Regions from separate parts of the Mus musculus genome. Here region 1 is linked to region 2. A link is a contact called in public Hi-C data. All regions are on one chromosome and are shown on one strand. Each heading gives the region's core, a stretch centred on a gene start, on an enhancer-like site or on the middle of the called end of the contact. The rest is flanking DNA. Distances are from core to core; before and after follow the strand shown. Region 1 overlaps Etl4 (enhancer trap locus 4). Region 2 has its middle 160 kb from the start of Gm23970.

Region 1 (4,498 bases), core at 1,145-3,644, 380 kb after region 2:
CAAGCCAGACCTTCAGTACTGAGTGTGGTAACTGAGTGAAAAGTGAATGAAGAAAAACCATCCCAGGCTCAGGAGATGGAGAAAGCCCCAGCAGGGGAGAGACCTGGCCCACTTGAAGAGCAAGTGTCCTAATAACACATTCAAGTCAGGTATTGAGAACAGCAATAAAAATGACAAGTTCCAAGCTGGGTGTGGTAGCACTTGCTTGGAATCCCAGCACCTAGAAGGCAGAGGCAGGAGGATCTCAAGTTTCAAGTCTATCCTAGACTACATAGGGCGTTCAAACCAGACTATGTCTCAAGAAACCAAGCCAGACCAACAGACAGAAGACAAATTGCTCCCAAATTGGGATGCCTCTATATTAAAGTGTTTTTACTATTTTAACTTGGCATCTTATACTTTAAACTGAAGCAACCTTATTTGTCAGATGTGCATGCATCTGGTCCAGATGTGCATGCCTGGCCACAGGATGGATGTGTCTGGTGGTCAAAATACAGAGCATAGGTTGGAAACTCACAGGCGGCTGCTCAAAGAGGTGTTCAAGAGGTTTGGGGGACTTTTCTGAATATGCTCTGATTTTGCTTTAAGTTAAAACTTTTTTTAAAAAAGTCCCTGCTCAAAATGTGTATTTCAGATTGCCCAAAGAAGAAATTTTAATCCTATTCCCTGACCAAGAATTGTGAATTATTCATGAGGGGTTTGCTTCCTTACACGAGGAAGTTCATACCCAGAAGGGCAGTGGTTTCTTGCAGAGACGGTCTCCTGACTCTCCTGCCCTCTAGTGGTGAAATGCTGGTATGCCTATTTGAACGCCTGCTGCTTCACAGGGCTTTGTGGCCTCTGCCTCTCCTTCTCTATAACTGCAGGAAGTGAAATAATTGAAGATTCCAAGCATGGAGGTCCAGACCAACCCTAAGTCTAAAAGGCAGACTAAGAGTGTGGAAGTCCAGCACTGAGGTGTAAATGGTGTGTTGAGCCTCTGCTGCCTTCTGCTACTTTATGAGACTCTGGGAGTGAGCTGGGAAAATCTGGCTTGGGACCTGGAGGGTTAAATTTGCCCACACTTCAGTTTTGTTCATTTTATGAAACAAGTATTTCTGGAGTGCCTAGATGTCAGGCAGTGTGCAGGAAGCAGGGCTGTGGAGTCAAACCTGGGTCTGTACCAAAGGCAAACAGAACTCATGATTAGGCTTGAAAAATGTTAGAGCTATAAAGGATCTCTGAAAATAATGCTCTTCTAGTTGAGCTATGATTTCCAGGCCATGTACTTAATTTATAAGTTAACCATTTTATGGTTTTAGCATCTTTTTGATAAATGGCCATTGGGCTTCTTGTCAATGATCAATCAAAACTGCATACATTATGAAGTATGCTGTGTGAATGTCTGGAGGCATTCCTGACTTATGCATGGGGAGACACTGCAGATGTTAAATTTTCCCCCTTTTCCTGGAACTGGAGATGCTGAGTTGCTGATGTTGAGGGAACCAACAAAAACCCATCAGAACCATGAAGTTTTGGGGGAGGAATAAATAGGCCTATCTGTGATGAGACTTACCACACTAAATGGCTCAAAATTCACATGGCAGACTGCATAGATGGCTCATACTGAAAATTCCCCACTATAAGTCCCTGCTATAAGCATAAAGACCTAAGTTTGGCTGCCCATCACCCATGTGCAAACCTGGGTTGGTACCATGTATGCCCATATTCTCAGTGCTCCAGGCAGAGACAAGGGTTCACAGTGTTCACAGGGCAGGCAGGGTTTTTATATTGATTGATGAACCTTTCAGGTCATCCTTCCCATCACATCCCTGTTAGGTTCATTCTCTCTCTCTTTCTTTCTTTCTTTCTTTCTTTCTTTCTTTCTTTCTTTCTTTCTTTCTTTCAAGATTTATTTATTTTACTTGTATGAGTACACTGTAGCTGTCTTCAGACACACCACAAGAGGGCATCAGGTCCCATTACAGATGGTTGTGAGCCACCATGTGGTTGCTGGGCATTGAACTCAGGACCTCTGGAAGAGCACTCAGTGCTCTTAACCACTGAGCCATCTCTCCACCCCCCTGTTGGGTTCTTGCAGTTGCTCAGGATAGCGTTGCCAATTATTAAGTAAATATGGGAAAGCATAAATCTAATCCTTCCCTTCATTCCTTGTAAGTTTCCCCCTTGGTGTACCAGGTAGCACTGAGGTGACTACATCCCATTCTAAACTTGTCCCAAGCCAGTGCCATCAAGGTTTTTACAACCTGTTGTCAGCGAGTAATGTGTTTATCTGATTGCCAGGCTTCCTGCCCTCCCCTCCCCCATCTCTCAATTGTTTAGCTTTCTCTGGCTAATTCTCTGTGTGTGCTCAGGGTCAACTTAATTAGATTTTTGACCTCAACGGAGAAAAGAAATACCTTGGTTACAAAGGCCCATTGTTTGGGCTTTGAAAAGATTGCTAATGGGATAAAGGTGAGAAGCTCCAGCCTTAGTTAGCAGACTTAAGACACTTCAGACTAAGTTTCTAAGAAGTCCTACAGCCCTAACAGGCCTTACTTCCATAACGAAGCTAAGCACGCCTCACCCGGATCTATTCTGGGTGTTCCTCTTCCGCTTAGATTACCAAGGTCACTGCATTTTGTTTTCCAGAGCACTTCAGACGTTGAAGGGAGCCAATGTTGACTCCCAGTGCAGTAGAGAAGAGCTACCCACATCGCTGTATAGAAGCCATCTTGCTGTACTGTCCGGTCATGTTCCTATCACTTTGACCCAATAGCTTTCACCACATGTTGACATCTTTTCTAAGGATCATGACCAGTCCTTGGATGGTCTTGTTCTTTTCTTATGGCCGTGACTGATATAAGAGTTGTTATTGATCGACTTCATTTCACACACTTCTCCATGGCATCAGGCACAGCTCTCCTTTGCCTCTCACAGTACCCTCTGAGTTGGGTACTGTTGCTATTGTCACTCCAGAGGTAGGAAAATGGGACTATCTAACCCAAGTCTGTACTTATGGAAGCGGTGGCACAAGGGCTCAGGAGTGACCCGTCTTTGCAGTTGTTGACTTTTGGAGAAACATTAGTAGCTCATGATGGCTGGACGTCTGTTGCTCCTTAGCATTCACAGTAAGCTGCACTTATAATCTGTAGCTATTTCCAGACTGTCTCAAACTGCCAGCTCCCAATAATGACACAGAGTCTATTATTATTTGTTGTAGCTCAGGCACTGTCTTAGGCTATTTCCCAACTAGCTCTTATAACTTAATAACCCCGTCTATACTAGTCCACATTTGTCATGTGGCCTGTTACCTCTCACTGTCCCAGTATGTCCATCTTCTTCCATGTTTGGCTGCTGATTGTCCCGTACCTGATTCTTTCCCAGAGTTTCTGTCTCTGCCCAGAAGACCCGCCTCCCTTTCCTGTCCTGCTATTGGCCAACAGTTCTTTTTAAAGTCAAACCGAGAATGCCTTAGACAGGTGAGAAAGGATAGAGACATATCACACAGTGTACAAAAAGATTACCCCAACATTTAGAGCCTCAAGATTCAGTTTAATCTAACTATTTACTTCAAAGAGTCGAAATCAGTGTCACAGAGGTGTCTCTACAAGACACAGAATCAGCCTCCATGCCCATCAACAGAGGAGCTGATAAAGAAAATATGGTGTAAGTTCACAGTGAAGAATGTAGTTTCCCCTCCCCCAGCCTGAAACCTGCTTGCTCAGAGATATGGCATTGACTATTAATATACAAATTAAGGTTTGATTGTTCAGCATTTTAAAACACCATCTACAGCACACAACTAGATCATCTGTGCTGGAACAGGGGAAACTGTGTCTTAAGACTCCGCCCCACAGAAGCCAGTTGGGCCCACATGGGCCAACGATTGCCTGGGAGGATGAGAAAAATGACTTTACAATAACGTTTTTTCTGGCCAAAGAATTGTTTTGGGCACAACCAATTTTTAATTACCAATTAATAACAATTATAAAAGCTTTATTTTTTGTAGAAACTTTTGTAGTAAACTAAAACCCTAAGTAATAAAAGGATATTGTCTCTGAATCTTTTGGGTGAGAGCAAGGATTTAAGGTAAACTTTAAGAAGCATTAGTTAATAAAATACTTTTCACTTAGGAAACAATATACACTGAAAGATTAAAACTCTTGGCTTCTTGTATAGAAGCAGAAACAATAAAAATTTTCTTACATAATGTAAAGTTACATTAGCCATACTTAGAGGCAAAATTTTCTAGTGATTACAGTTTACTAGAATCAAAACTCTTTGAATTTAAGTCTTATTTTAAACATCTGAATAGATCTGTAACACTGTTAAAAAGAATTTCTCTTGAACACAGGGAAAAATTTTTTTCAGGCACTGTTTGCAAAACAAAAGAAAGGCCACAAGCCGCTCTGGGGCTGCCCAGAGCCCTGCATTGACTCAAACGTGAAATACTTTTTAATCTGAGCATCTTGGCCCTCCTGTAATAAGGACCGATTTTAGAGAAACAATATAACTG
Region 2 (4,963 bases), core at 2,210-4,709:
GCTCCTTGGGTACTTTCTCTAGCTCCTCGATTGGGGCCTGTGTGACCCATCCAATAGCTGACTGTGAGCATCCACTACTGTGTTTAGCTTTGATACCTTAATCCCCTATCTTCCACTCTGCCTCAAGCCATCATGAGTTTGTCTGATAATCCACCTTTGAATGGTTCCTCTCTTGTCTATTTCATATTTTATAATTTCAGAGCAAAGGTATCATTTTCTTTAATTTGTATTTCAAATTCTCTCTCAGAGACTGGAAACAACCCTTCAAATGACCACAATCCTGGCCCTGCCATCAGCAGGATCTAAAACTTGGTTTCCAAATTATTATTCCTGCACTTCTTTCCTCACACTTTGGGAGAGGGTCTCCTCAAACTTTCTAATATGCCTTCAGCCTCCAATAACGCCTGAATCCATCCTCATCTACACTTCAGAATCTGTACTTGTGCCTCTTTAGTCTGGAACAGCGCTGTACTTATGTGTGTAGGCACTTGAAATGTTTTTTAAAGCATCAGGTTCTAGGACCCAAGTACTGCCTGGTAACTTGTTGGGTGGAGTAGAAGTCTGTGGATTCCAGTTTGAAGACAGGAAGGAAGCAATAGTTCTCGTCACAGATGGTTTAGATTTTACTTTCAGTGCCTCTACTGATCAGTACTACAACTAATCCAACAGAAGGAATGGGGATAGCTCTCTCTCTCTCTCTCTCTCTCTCTCTCTCTCTCTCTCTCTTAAAAGTACAGAATGCAATCTTTCCAAGCTTGGCTGCTTGAGTTTGTATTCAAGAGAAAGTGTGGTTGTATCGCACTTGAACCACTGTTTCTATGTATCCACCCTTGAAACTGTACCTCCAATGTCATAAAGCACAGTTATGAAGTCTGGGGTCAGTATTGTTGGGTGGAACCCTTCCCTAACATGGACCACACATATATCTGTTAGGACTTTTGCCTGTAGTCTATCCATACACATCTTCTCTTTCCTCTCCTTTCATTGGTTTCTTGAGAAAGCATCTCATAGTGAGGAATTAGAATCCACATGAGTGTGTTTTTGTTTTGATTACAAAAGTTTACCTCTATTCCAAAGAGAGGGAAAAATTGTGACTTAAAGAAACAAAAGCTCAGGCTGAGAGTGCAATGAAACTCTTCAACTCTGTCTGACAGCATCCATGAAGAATAATGTGTGGTAGGTTAGGTTCAGGGTGAGTGGTAACTGGTACTGAGGAACTGGTTTCTGGGTCCTCAGTCTGGAGACAAGCACCACACTACTGCTAAGGGATCAGATCCCATCAGTTTCCTTCAACCTGTAAAAGTTCATCTGAGAAAGTATGGCACAACAGCCTCAAGGGTCTGTGTACTGGCTGGTTTTGTGTGTCAACTTGACACAGGCTGGAGTTACCACAGAGAAAGGAGCTTCAGTTGGGGAAATGCCTCCATGAGATCCAGCTGTAAGGCATTTTCTCAATTAGTGATCAAAGGGAAGAGTCCCTTGTGGGTGGTACCATCCTGGGCTGGTAGTCTTGGGTTCTATAAGAGAGCAGGCTGAGCAAGCCAGGGGAAGAAAGCCAGTAATGAACATCCCTTCATGGCCTCTGCATCAACTCCTGCTTTCTGACCTGCTTGAGTTCCAGTGCTGACTTCCTTGGTGATGAACAGCAGTATGGAAGTGTAAGCTGAATAAACCCTTTCCTCCCCAACTTGCTTCCTGGTAATGATGTTTGTGCAGTAATGGAAACCCTGACTAAGACAGTTTGCATAGCAGTGGGCTCTGCCTTTTTCAGCATAATGTCACTGGCTGCTTTTCTTTAGCTAACAAAGAGCCACTACTATCTCATTTCCCTCTCTAAGTGAGGCTGGACTTTCTAAGCCCTTGACAGCACCCTTGCTGATGGCACAGTACCCATTGCCCTTCTCCTGGAAGGACTAAAGTACCCCAACCCCCACCCACATGACCATCTACCTGATTGTTGACCTCAGTCTTATGCAGGCTTTTCATTCTGCAGGATGATGCCTTACTCTCCGTGTCCTGATACTGTACATCTACTTATTCTTTCTAATTCTTCTAGGTTTCGTCCCCTGGACCCTGTGTTTGACATCTTCAATCCATGAGCAAAACTCTTTCCAGAGCAAGAAATACTGACTATGGGGTGAGTGAGATGACTTGGTAATCAACATGTTTGTGTTTCCAGTTTATCTGCCTCCGTATCTTGAGAACTTAATATATTTTCCTCTAAGTTTTTATGGTAATATTTATAGGTTTCATATGCCATATTTCTTTTGCTGTGTCAGATCTGCACAATGGTGTCTTTTAAAATGGAGTTAATCCTCTCTGATAGCTTTGGAATGAATGTTCACTTTCATAGATATAGCATGAGATATAAATTGACACTCAGATATTAAAGAGGCTTTTCAAATCTATCCTCTGAGTTGGCTGGCATCTGTTTTGTTACATATGGAATAAACCCGGGTTGATAAAGATTCTTCTTGTGATGTGGAGGCTCATGGTGGAGTGTTTGCAGGCACAGTGAAATCCCTGACTTGCAGCCACATCAAGACATTGGTTTTCCACTGTTTCTTATCAGATTTCTGCAGAGGCACCACAGGAGCCAGATTGCCTGGGGCACACAGTTCAGCTGCACCAATAGATAGTGCAGGCGATTTTACCAGGTAACACAGATGCACATTTTCACAGTAAAGATGTGCCAGTGCCCTCTGCTTTTGCACCCCAGCGGGAAGGCTCTAATTGAAACAAAAAGACCCACTTAGCACATGACATTAAGATGCATCCAGGAAAGAGAAAGAGATATGTATCCAAATGGTCTGCTCTCCATCTTACTTTATGTCATTTACACTGTACTGTCAAAGCAGCGGATACCATCAAACTGAAGTATTCTAACTTGAGGTTCAGTAAGGTCTTCCTTCTTGCTTAAAATGATCAGACTTCTTTTCTTGACCCATTTACATAATGTTGTTGCCAGAGAGATTATAGGCCAGGATATGCAAGAGTGGAACATTTGGTCAGTAAATATCTAATGAGCATCTAATCAGTTCAAGTGGCAGTTTCTCATTAAGATTGGAGGCCCTCTTAAATTTGCTTTCTAAAGGAGGGAAGGATCAGCAAACATGTAGGTGTTCTGGTTTGTTGTAGCAGTAATAGAGTGCTTACTCAGCATGGGCTCAGTCCCTAGTACTTCCAAACCTAAATCAGAGAGATATGTCAGATGATAAGTATATTGGAGTCAAATAAATCCCAGAGCATGGACAAGTCACACAATGAAAGGTACTGTTTGAACAGGGTATTCAGAGAAACCCTTACTGGGAATATAATATTAGGAAGTGATGCACAGAACTAAGAGGGAGAGATATTATCTGTCTCAGACAAAGTTATGGGGATTGGATCTAGCAGATATGATGAGTAACAAGAAATTCTTGAACTATTTTGGAGGCAGAAGTAGTGGGAATTTGTTTCCACATTGAGTGTGGGATATTAATGGGAAAAGTGATCAAAATGATTCTAAAGTCTTTGACAAATACATCTGAAGAATGGAGTTGTCAGATGCCTAGACAAAGAATACCTCGAACAAACAAAACCAAGACTAGAGAGAGTAGAATTAGGAATTCTGTCTTAGAGCTATGGAGGTGGAAACATTTACTAAATATCCAAATGCAGAGATCAATCACCAATTTGATATTCAAGTCTGGAGTCCAAAGGCATGGTCTTTAATGAAGTCATACAGTGGAGATTTTCGATCCTGAGCAGCATTCACAGCTGAGGCTACAAGAGAACATCACAGTAGGAACCAGTTCTCCAATTCCCACATTCTTCCTTAAGAATTCTTTAATGGGAATGTAGTAGTTCTCACCCATTGATATTTTTAAGAATTTCTAAACACGGTTCACATGTTCAGCACAGATTAAGTGAATCTGCCTTAGAAAGCGAATGTGGCTGAAGACAGCAGAAGTCATGAGCTAGAGTCCAGAGCATGCTAAAGGGTATGGAGATGGGTGATAACCAGGCAAAAGAAGAATCTACAGTAAGACCGGAGGAAAACAATGAGCAATAAGTTCTGAAATCTAGCTGGTTAAAAATGACAGTGACTAACTATATCAAATGTTACAAGCAGACCCAAAGAGTGAGAACTGAGAATTTCCTACTTAGCCACAGGATGTCCTTGTTGGCTTTACAATAGCAGTAGCAGTTCTTTAATGAGATGATGACTGGATGAGGTAAAATAAAGAAAGAATGGGGTTCTTCAGGTCAGTGGGACTCTACCTTGGGCACAATCTCAGTGGATAGTCTTACAGTCCCCAGAGGAGAGGAGTCTCTACTCCCAGGTACTCTAACAAAACCAGGATCTTAGGATTCCAGTAAGCCAGGATCCCAGGTGCTTGGTCACACGAGGATCTCAGGGTCTCAGAGTCAGCTTGACTCCCAGAAACTCTGACATACCCAGAATCTCAGGATCACAGGATATCAGAATCACAGGATCACAGTGAAAACCAGACTCTGAGGAGTTATGGCTCAAATGGGATGACAGGATGTTCAGGCTCCAATCAGATATAATGAGTTCAGGGAGCACTTAAGATAATCAGATGGTGGGAGGCAAGCATAACAACAGAAGCACCAGAAGCCAAGGTTATTTGGCATCATCAGAACCCAATACTCCCTCCATAGCAAGGCCTGGATACAACACCACACCAGAAAAGCAAGATATAGATCTAAAGTCACTTCTTCTGATGATGATGGAGGAGTTTGAGAAGGACATAAATAACTCCCTTAAAGAAGTACAGGAGAACACAGGTAAACAAGTAGAATCCCATAAAGAGGAATCACAAAAATTCCTTAAAGAATTACAGGAAAACATAACCAAAGAGGTGAAGGAATTGAACAAAACCATTCAGGATCTAAAAATGGAAGTAGAAACAATAAAGAAATCACAAAGGGAGAGAATTCTGGAGATAGAAAGCCTAGG

The links. Hi-C and Micro-C count contacts between places; a contact is called where the count stands out from the background.
Region 1: a contact with region 2 is called in a Hi-C map of the N1E-115 cell line, with 4 times the contacts expected there. The contact joins two enhancer-like sites. A contact is called at or near these places in 2 of 484 Hi-C or Micro-C datasets (the N1E-115 cell line and nephron progenitors).

Annotation. Positions count from the first base shown.
Region 1 is chr2:20,494,092-20,498,589 of GRCm38.p6, forward strand. The region is part of intron 2 of Etl4 (enhancer trap locus 4); the gene reads left to right. Among named protein-coding and RNA genes, the nearest start is that of Gm17171, 160 kb to the left of the region's middle. Within about 2 kb of position 2,395, at least 27 of the 459 cell types and tissues checked have an H3K27ac peak or open chromatin away from gene starts, as enhancers often do. A contact at or near this core is called in the N1E-115 cell line, where this site is marked.
Region 2 is chr2:20,114,917-20,119,879 of GRCm38.p6, forward strand. It overlaps a transcript of Etl4 not described here. Among named protein-coding and RNA genes, the nearest start is that of Gm23970, 160 kb to the right of the region's middle. Within about 2 kb of position 3,460, at least 1 of the 459 cell types and tissues checked has an H3K27ac peak or open chromatin away from gene starts, as enhancers often do. A contact at or near this core is called in the N1E-115 cell line, where this site is marked.